2 separate regions of the Mus musculus genome follow, and region 2 is linked to region 1. Evidence: chromatin contacts called from public Hi-C data. All regions are on one chromosome and are shown on one strand. The core of a region is the stretch at or near the end of the contact, and the rest is flanking DNA. Distances in the headings are between cores, read along the strand shown.

What was found. Hi-C and Micro-C count contacts between places; a contact is called where the count stands out from the background.
Region 2: a Hi-C map of cortical neurons shows a contact between it and region 1, with 2.0 times the contacts expected there. The contact joins the promoter of Ccdc91 here to the enhancer-like site in region 1. A contact is called at or near these places in 1 of 39 promoter capture datasets (hippocampal neurons), 2 of 484 Hi-C or Micro-C datasets (both in cortical neurons) and 1 of 9 other capture datasets (adipose tissue).

The regions. Positions count from the first base shown.
Region 1 is chr6:147,328,183-147,333,275 of GRCm38.p6, reverse strand. No RefSeq gene overlaps it. Among named protein-coding and RNA genes, the nearest start is that of Pthlh, 67 kb to the right of the region's middle. Within about 2 kb of position 3,840, at least 18 of the 459 cell types and tissues checked have an H3K27ac peak or open chromatin away from gene starts, as enhancers often do. A contact at or near this core is called in cortical neurons, where this site is marked.
Region 2 is chr6:147,472,527-147,477,935 of GRCm38.p6, reverse strand. Ccdc91 (coiled-coil domain containing 91) reads right to left here and starts at 2,065. Exons shown (of 13, transcript NM_025911.2): 1 at 1,877-2,065. It overlaps Gm6288 (a long non-coding RNA gene), which reads left to right and starts at 2,117. Exons shown (of 4, transcript XR_869623.3): 1 at 2,117-2,820.

The sequences.
Region 1 (5,093 bases), core at 2,591-5,090:
CTTTGATGAACCGAGGGCTCTTCTGCCCCCACGGTGGTTGATGCAATCCAGGATGTTTTCAGCACACCACATAGCAACCCACGTTTGCAAACCAGCTCATGTCTTCTTTCCAGCAGCCTCAAGTGTTTATGTTCCTGTCGCTACCACACGGTTGTCAGCCTCCCTGGTGCTTTCCTCATCTGATCAGTTCTCTCCCTGCTCCAAACACTGGTGACTCAGTAGAGCTTTCCATGCAGCACACTTGCTCGTTTTAGATTACCTCCAAGAATCTGATCATTTGCCTATCAATTTTGCACCCATTTCCACCCCCATGTTAACAACTGATTCAACAGACATATCTTTGAGCCCTTCATATACTGGGTGCTATGGTAAATGCTACTGCAGCAAACATTTGAGAGACTTGGAGAAATTCATCTCAAAGAAACACTCACAACCCTAAGCTATGAGCTACTCAGAGTCATCCCAGATTCTCAACATACAGTGCTCTCCTAAAACATTCATCCTTCCTTGTTGCTTCTGGTAGTAAGAACTCTTCGTTGCTCCTTCCCGTGGACCCTCCTTTCTATGGGAACTCTTCTCTGATCTCGGAGTCAGAGTACAGGAGTCCCTTTTCTGTACTTCACAACACTCATTTTATATTCAAGGGCCTGGAAGAAGACACTTCAGTATACAGGGAAGAGGGATCCAGCCTCATAATCAAAGATAGAAATGCATTGAGAGGGTATGAACTCAGTCTAGTAGTGAAGAAGGAAGATGAAATGCCATGTTTTAGAACCAGTGGGAACCAGGGTGGTTCTTGGTTTTCACAGACTAGGTAGGCAAAGAGGATTTGTTAATTGGGAGAGACAGTCAATACATTTTGATTGACAACACAGAGAGACACAGAATCCGGTGACCATAAGGCTATTTTAACCGCAGGGCCGACAGCATTCCCAGAAGAAAGATAGGTAGGTAGATGAGATGCCTGCACTAATGAAAGTTATAGCTGTAGGGGTTGTTGACTGTTTCAGGAAAACTTGCTTAGAAATTCACAGGTTTTAAATATACATATATTCATGCTTGATAGATCTGAAATAGGAAGTTGGCAAAGTAAATTCTATAAGATTTGGCCCAACTTGAACCAAAAGGAAAGGAAACAGTCCATGTAATAGCAGAAAATGCTTTACAAACCTGCTTGGGTTTTCCTAGGTTCTCTTCCAAGACTTGATTATATATAGAAATATGGTTGTATTTTCTGGATCCTCTTTTTCATCTCATGGACATTTTCTCAGGCTGCTTCACTGTCTTTTTAAGCTATTCCTAACATCATGTGTGCTACTTCTATAGCATTCACTTATTGAATCTTGTGGATGTTTAGAATTCTTCTTTCTCCTCCCTTAAACAGCCCCATAATTAACGCCCTCGTGTATACAAATTTTCCTTTCTCTGAATTATTTCCTTAGGACAAATGCCATCTGCGTGGGACAGGAAAGATAAACAAAGAGGAATGTTTTATGGCTCCTGAAGCACCTTGCCAAATTATTCCAGAAAAGGTGCCAGTCCATGTTTGCCACTGGTGGTGCCTGATTATCCCAAGTTCTTCCAGTGATACACTGCTAGGCATCAATCCCAGAGGATTTCTCCACAGCATACCTTCTTCACAACAAGGTACCAGGCAACTCCGTCTAAGATCTCCATTCATGTACCCAATGTTGTATTTCTTGGGATTTCATTTTTAATTTACAAGAATATGTTAATTCCAGAAAAAACAATTTTTTGCTTTTGAATGTACATAAAATTATCATTTCTGAGCTTTCAAATGTTTTGTTGAACCCAAATCTTGGGTGTATGAACCCTTAATATTAAAAGAAAAAAATGCTTTTAATTAAAGTTCATCTTAGAAATTTTGTTTTATTTGTAAGCCAAAGTAGGTTAGCAACATTTTTGGAAACATTTAGAATAGTATTTTGTTCTACACACACAAGTATAGATTGTTACTTAATAAAATAATTTTAGCTCTGTTCACAAATTTAATATAGTTTATGCTCTCTGTTAAGTACAGCTATCACAATGACTATCCTTTGTCCCATCAGAACAACATTATTCTAGTGAATTAAACATATAAACACAGTGGATTTTGTGTTTTCTTAACTTTTCCAATAATCTAAATAAAGTTGATGAGATTTAACTTAAAAGTGCAAATCTAAATTACTTAAATAATTGTGTATTTTACATCAGAATGTCAAGACTGATCTATTACTGTGAGAAGCAAAATATTCTTAGACTCAGCAAGATTAATATGTATATCAAATTTTTATTATAAAAGTATTAATACTAAGTGCTTGGCTCTCTCAAACATCTACAACCAGTGCTGGGTCTGCCCTCTAGGCTTCCTGACATGAGTCCTACACCAGAGATTTGACCGGGATTTTTCCTAAATTCTCATTGATAACATTGGAGGAATACAGGGGGCCATGCTGATAGTCCCTAGCAGAGAACTCACAACCTAGATAAATTAATGGTTTCATGATGCCCCTACACAAATATTCCAAATGATCTTCATCTCTGTTTATACCACCAAGGTCTGCAAGTCTTGGCCAGGTTACCCATTTAGTTGTCCTGAGCACTTACCTGGCTTTTCAGCCTACCAAGCAGACACCATTCTTAAGAATACTCAAGTGATATCCAGTGGAAACCTGGACATCCTTTCTGCTTTTGCTTGGCTACCAAAGTCACATCTTAAGAGTCCATTTGACAAACACATTGAGAGACACACTACACACTCACCTGTAGTATTCTCAGAGGCAGACACGGTAAGGGACACGGTACACACTCACCTCGAGCCTCCTCAGAGCCAGGTTTTCATCTTCTCACTGAACCCATGAGTCCCTCTCCATTAAAAGCCCTCTAGAGTCCAGTTCCTGCCTTAATTAACGAGTGCTACATGAGTTTATATCTCACTCGCCATATTTTTGAGTTTGGTAACTAGACTTTTATTATAACAATATTTTGTGGCCAAACCTATCTGGAAGCATATGCGTGTCAAAATTTGGCATGCAAAAGATTTCCCAAGCACTCGATCAATACTTGCCATTATTCTAGCTATAAATGACATCCAAGACACCCATGTTTTGGTGACTGTAGGAAGATTTAATGTCTACACAGTCGTAACCATAATTAGGATACAATGAGCATTTTCTTTCATGTTACTGATATTCACTGAGCTCACACTGCAAATGAAACTCAGGTCACTGATATAGATACATGTATAAAGTATCTCTCAAAAGGTTTGGAGTGTTTTTCTTCCCTGTGTTTTTAGGGCAACTGGTGTTACACATCAGACCTCTTTCCATGTGAGCCCATGTACTCATGCAGGGGTGAGTTTCCGGCTCCATAGTAAAGGAAGACCTAATTTCTAATGTTTTTAGTTACAAGCAATTCTATCATGAAGCCTCTAAGTTTGTGGGTCATTTCCGTACCCAAGGTGTCCCTTCTGTGATGGCAGGATGGACACCAAACTAAAGAGGGGCTGGGGAAGGACTTGGGAGCCCACCCAAAGCCAGGCTAACTCGCTGCATCAGTAAAGTCAGAGACTCCACCTCACACACCTCTCAGCTCCATCTTCCCCAACCATTTTACATTTCTATCCAGAAATAGTAAGAGAAGCCATCCTGTATGTGATAGATAAATGACTCAAGGCCTTTGCACACACAGAGATCATTATATCTTTACAAACCTTTCAGAGAAAGAACAAAGGTTGGGGTTGGCAAAGGAAGAAAAAGTGGAAGTGGGACCCAGAAGGATCAGGGCACCGTCATCGCTGGTCGTTCTGGATTTGGAACAGAGCAGCTGAAGTGACACAAAGCTCCTCAAATAAGCTCTCCGGCTGGAAATGTGGCTCACAGATGGGTTTTAATAGCAAGCCTGAGCCATCTGGTAGCATCCTATTTTAGCTAATTATTCTTGGTAAGTAAGTGCTAAGCCTTTAAAATCATTGTTCAATTTTGTTTTGCTTTGTTTCTACCACCCTGCCTCTATATTTTGATTTCCTGGGGTAAATCCCTGCCCCCGTTACTTCTCCAGGGAAAGCCTATCATGCCTTCTATTCTGAGCAGAAAAGCCCCCTCCACAAACCTCAAGACTGCTTCCATTAGCTCTCTGATGCTCTGTGTTTTCCACCAATGAACTATCCAAAACAACAGAGCTAATTAAGTGCATTCCCTGGTTATCCAGGGCTGCGGTCTTGGGCAGCTCAAAGCTCAAACTGGCTTACACTAAAATGTCTCACCATTTGCTCTGTGCTAGCTCACTACATAGGTGTCTTATTAGATGGAAATAGAGGGTTCAGCTGTCCTTGAATAAAACTGAATATCAATAAAGATGTACCAAATCATCATGTGCCATTGCATATCCTTCAGAGCATGGTCATGCTAAAAAAAAAAAAAAAGATGATTAAGGAAATATGTTTAGGAACATAAGGGGCAGCAGGAGAGAAAGACCCTGGTCAGATGGTAGCAATGGAGAAGAGCAACAACATGAGTCCAGGAAGAGATGGGTAAAGAAGCAACCCAGACCCAAGTCACATGGCTGAGAGATGAGGGCAGCCTGCAGCCTGCAGCCTGCAGCCTCACCCACAGGAGCCTCTAACTCAAGAGTACTTCACTCTCTCCATTCTCATCCCCAGACTCCAGCTCCAGAGTCAGCACTGAGAACCACATGGCCTCCTTGGTGGGTTGGGATGGTATTGGAGGGCATGGTTTCTAGATGAATTCTCTAGAAGATGTTAAAGCATAACTAACCTGCTTCAAATCTCATCTCCCCTGAGGAGCTGTGAAACTCTGTACATAGCCACCTCTGTCTCCCCAGCAGTAGAGGTCTTCTCCTTATCTCACCACCCTCTTTCAAAAGCAGAGGAAAAGCATATGACTGTGTCTGGAATCACTAGTTTTAAAATGATTACGAATTTAACCATTTATGAAAACAAATGTTTCTTTCCAGGGAAAATCAATCCCCTGGGGTGGGGATATAGCACAGTGATAGAAATCCTGTTTAAGCTTGCCCGAGTCTCTGGATTTGATCCCCTGCACAAGACACAAATGGAGAGGAAAGGGGAA
Region 2 (5,409 bases), core at 816-3,315, 150 kb before region 1:
TTCTGGGGGGAAAAAGTACGAACAAGGGACTGTGCTTCATCTTTCCACTTACATGACTCCAGAGAGGAAAAACCCAACAGAGGATGAATCTGTAGCCATCCTGGGGGATCCCAATGAGCAAACCGTGGTGATGTTATATGACCAGGCACACTTGTAAGAGTGAGTGCACACGAAGACATACTGAATTAGTTTACCCTGAACTAAACTCTAAGAAATGTCCTTCAAGAAAAGGTACATCAACTCTAGTTCAAATAAACTAAACCCAAGTTATTGGAAACTGAAGAAAGGAGACAACCAGAACCCGAACCCTAAACTGTACCAAGTTAACATGCACATTAATACAGAGTGGCCTTTCAAACGTTTACATCCTACAGGAAAGACAACACTTAATGGTAAGTTATACGGAAACAGTAGCCAGCAGGGCACTGTGATTGTGATCCTTAGAACTTAAACATTTTTCCTCCTTTTTCATTAATAGAAAGATCTCACCCACCTTAATTGATTCCCACTTGGCTTGTGTCATAGAGAGAGATTCCCTTCAAAGTTTCCTTTATTAATAAAAATCCTATATTCTTTACAAATCTGATAGTACCTGGGTGTTCAATAAAATGTCCCAATTGATGACAGGCTCTTTCTCTCTCACACACACACACACCCCAGAGAGAGAGAGAGAGAGAGAGAGAGAGAGAGAACAAACAATGGATGCTTCTCTAGGTGATTTCCTAAAGTTTTCTTTTTCTGTGAAGTATTATGATGATTAATATTTTTCTTAAAAACTCAAAAATCCTGGACTTTCTCATTTTGTTTTATGTTTTTTTCCAATTTGGAGTATGGTGTTGCTAGGCAACCAGTTCACAGTTCCCAGCCCACTGAAACATCTCTAGACATCCTAGGAGACACCAAACTTCCTCACCTCTCACCAGGCAATTCTTCACACATTAACACACCACATAGTGGCACCAAGGTGCAGCGGACCTAGCATCTTCCTGAGCCATTTATCCCAACAGGTGAGGTTCAAACAACCCCAAAAGCAACACAAGGTGTGGCTAAGATGACTACAAGTGCACTTCTCCTCGGTTTCTGTCGCCCAGGAAACTGTGAGTACTCTGCAGGCTTTTGTCTTAAATCCTGAGGTGACAGCTGACCCACCCTGTGACAAGATGGCAATCCCTCAACCACGCAGCATGCAAACATGTTCCATAGCCTTCCACAGAGCCGGGAAGTTTAAAACTAGGGGCGAAGACGTGTCAATGTCTGCACAGTGGAGGGATAAGTCGGAATTCGTGGGCGGCCTCTGAGGGACCTAAGCTGAGCCCAAAGCCTTCACTTCCCCAGAGCGGAGGGCCAAGATCACGGCGGCCTCACCATCCCAGAGCTGTCAGAGCAGCTGACAACTCTTGTGCAAAGCTCCCTCCTGCGGAGGCAGCCGCGCAGACGCGGCATCCTGGGGGGGCGGGGAAAGGTGTGTAACAGACAGAGGCCAAGCGCTCCGCACGATGCTCGCCTGGGGTGAGAACCCGAGACGCCACTGAGGGTGTGTCCAGCGATCAGCTCTCCAGAACTCCGAGTGCACAGTGCGCGCTTTCCCAAGGTCTGAGACCGGAAGGGGTGCGCCGCTCGGCACCGACGGGAACCGCATCAGGGTCAACACTTCCGTTCCGCCGGGGCAACTACAGCGCGGACAACAAGCGGACTTACTATGGCTCTCCACTCGGGACTACCCAAGTGCAGGGCCCCGCGGGCGAGGGCGGGAGCGAGGTGTCTCCCTGACCCAGGTCCCGTGAGTCGCCCGGCCGCGGCCTCGCGACTCGCAGTAACTTGGTCACGTTCCCACCCGCGGCCGAGACCCGGACCCAGACGGCGAGCACCCGATTACCTGCGCCCACCGCAGTGCTCCCCGCGCTGTTGCGCGTCACACCCGGCTCTCAGACACTGGCTCCGGGACACCGGCTACGCAACCACCCCCCTCCCGGTGACTGCTGGCCCAGGAACCCACGTTCGGGCAGCCCACACACCACCCGGCGTCCAGGACATCCTCACCGGAAGTTGATTTCTACCTAGGCCCGCCCAGGCCTGCGCGCGGCGCTCCAGGCATCCGCGGGCGCATCACATGACCCCCCAAGAGGAGGCCAGCTGAGCCTCATCTGAAGAGAGACCTGACCTGTGAAGTGGATTGACCTGATATACACTGGCCTGACCATCCTCAAAAACTACATCATGTCTTTATCTTTTGTCCTGAGCCAAAACAAACTATTCAACAGATATTCCTCCTAACAGAGATTCAGCTGGCTAGGCCACAAGAAGAACCTCCTAGTTGAGTGATTCTCAGGTAATTGACTCTGCTATAGATTGGCTTCGACTTAACGCTTTTCCTGACCTTTCTCAAGATCTACCTCCTAGTAAAGGTTCTCAATCTCTCTTAGTGACAGGCCCATAAAACCACCTACCAAATCTGAATTTTTCTTCTGTCCAGAACTCGAATCTACCACGAGAAGAGCCTTTGCCTCTTACAAACAACCAAAATGTGAGAACTGAATAAAGCACCCGGCACTATGACATGCTCAAGAAATGTTTGACGTGATGTCTGGACCTATCGGCTTAGCGGAACTCTCAAGTTCCTGAACGTGCCCAAGCTGAAAGCTTCTCTAAACCACTGGATTTTAAAGATCTTCAGCGCTAGGACTGTAGCACTTGTAATCAACTCTCTCATAGCAGTTCGTTCATATTCCACTAAAAACAGTTGTTTTTTAGCTGTTCCACATCCTTACAGCAAAGCTGTCAGTCAACATCTTTTCCTGAAGGGAATATGCCATACACTTGGTAGGTTTTTGTTTGAAGGGGAGAGTAATTGTGTAGACTGTCGTGACTGTTACATAGAAATGGTCAACAGGTAGCACACTTCTCAGATGGTTTAGACAACATTCACTTAATTTTTATTGAACGTATACCATTTACTTGGAACTAGTCAAGTGGTAACAATCTGGGAATGAACCAAATATATCCAAGATATTTTACTGCCTAGTGCCCTGATCGTTTGAATGTGAGTCTGTGGACAACTTCTAATCTTCACACAGAGAGCATTATTGGGAATTGCTTTTCTCTTCCTTCCACTGAACAAAATTGACTGAACTATCTTTAATCTCTGTACTGAGTGGGAAGTATCAACAGGATCTTGACATGCCTTCACTGAGCTGGGCAACTTGAAGTCCTTAGTGAACAACTAATACTGAGCAGGTCACCTCTTCTGACCTTTTCCATCCTGCCCATTCTTTGCACAAATAAGTTGTATTTCTCTTATAGAAATTTGATGCTTCCTTACACACATATACTTTTTTAATTTCCAGTTGAGCACCAAGTCAAGGACCACTTCTTTGTATACTCAGCAAGCTGTTTCCCATTTCTCCTTTACATCTAGTCTAGTAGTCAAGAAAGTGGAAATACATTCAATAAGCATTTCATAAACTGATAGTCAATATCTATGTGTCACCTTATCTTTTCTCTTTGTGCTTGAAATTTTAATGCCTTTGGGTTTCCATCGAAACATCTGACCCAACAAAATGACCGTTTATCCCTACTGCCACCACTCTAGTTTCAGATCACTGTGTATCGGTCATCAGAATCTCACCTCAGAAACCCCACAAAGTAATTGGTAATTTTATCTTTAAATGTTTAACATGCTTACATGTAAGCACCCATCACCACATCAACTTTATTCTTTCCAGCTGTCAAAGGAGATTCCATGCTCCTCAGCAGTTATTCCCTTCCTCCATCTCTTCACACATCACACCTGCCCTAGGCAACATTAATCCACTTCCTCAAGATATGTCTAATTACATACAAAGTGTGACCTTTTGTGCCTGATCTGACCCACTTAGCATAATGTTTTGTGAGTCCACTTACATGAAGTACTTCTGTGAACAGTCTTCTAGAAGCTTTGTGGATAGATATTGGACATAGACTATAATTCCTGAGTCACATGCTAGTTCTACCCTTTAGGAACTTTGGTCCTCTTCTACACCATGTTACACTCCCTTCTGCAAGAAGGGAGGTCTTTCATATCTTCTGTGTCTCACTTCTGGAGAACAAATCTTGATCTTGATTACTCATCGAAGTGCTTCTACAAGCCAGCTGACACTGCTCTAGACATTTGTTGTGCATATGACTACAAACCCATAGTACCTGAGACGAGAAGTATGGCTCCCACCCTCAAAAAGAGCAAATGTAGAGAAAGATCCAATCAAATCAGAAATGGGGCCTAGCCAAATTAGAGGCGCTGAGTGCTCCTCTCAACCTGGCTAACCAGGAAGTGTTGCTCATTAGAAAGAAAGCTCAAGACAAGCCCTAAGGAATCAATAGGATCAAATCCAGCTAAGAAAGAGGACTATGCTCCAAACAAAGAACAGACAGAGCAAAGAAGGAGAGAAAGAAAAGAAAAGGAAGGGAGGATGGAAGGAAGGATGTGAACTTAATGTTTTCACTTACCTGGAGTTGTAGGATAGATACAATTTGTAGGCAGATATAGTGAAAGCAAAGATGATAGTGGAGACAGGCTGTGACAGCTGTCAGTGTAAAACACAGCCTCCATTCAAGAAAAAAATAAGGGATACTTTATTGCTATCCAAATATAAGTAATTGTGGCCTGGGAACAGTAACTCAAACTACAGTAAAATGATGTGTTCCACCAAGGATGAGATGGTATAACCTTTTCATTGTCACAGGACAAAATAAAGTCAAATAAATCCACTTTCAAACATTGTTGAAGACGTGAGCTAGACAGGCTACATCTCAGCAGAGAAGTCTCTGCCTATATATTCCAGATGTTATGGCTTTCTTAGCTTTAGTGGATTCTGGTATTCTGCTAAGTAAATACATTCCAAAGATGTCACCTGATAGCAAAAGGGAATGTTAGATCACATATGAACATGGGCATAAATGGCTATTAAGGAAACTAAAGACAGTCCAAGTTAATTTTGTTTCTGGATCTACTGCATTCCACCACTTGGTAATCAAGGACATTTTAATCAGAAATTCTGCAAAACCCTCAATATAGATATTACACTGAGGGCAGGTGGTATAATGTGAAATCACACTGGAAAAATAGGACTGTCTATTTTTCAGAGGAGACAAGATAAGGAAGAGTTTTGCAAACTCCACAGAAAGACTAGAGTTCTATTCTGAAGGCAATAGAAAACTTCAGGATTTGTTCTTCAAGGTTGAGGGTATTACATCAGCAGAGGTGTGTGGGTAAAAGGTAACCAAGGTAGATAGGAAGTAGCTGTAATGAATTATGAATGAGGTGGTCATGAAGGGGACAAAGTTTCTTGGAATACTGTAGGTAGCAAAGTCAATACAGGGGCAGGGAAAATCAGGAACTGAAGATGGCCCCAAGTTCTGGAGCTGTTTAAAGAG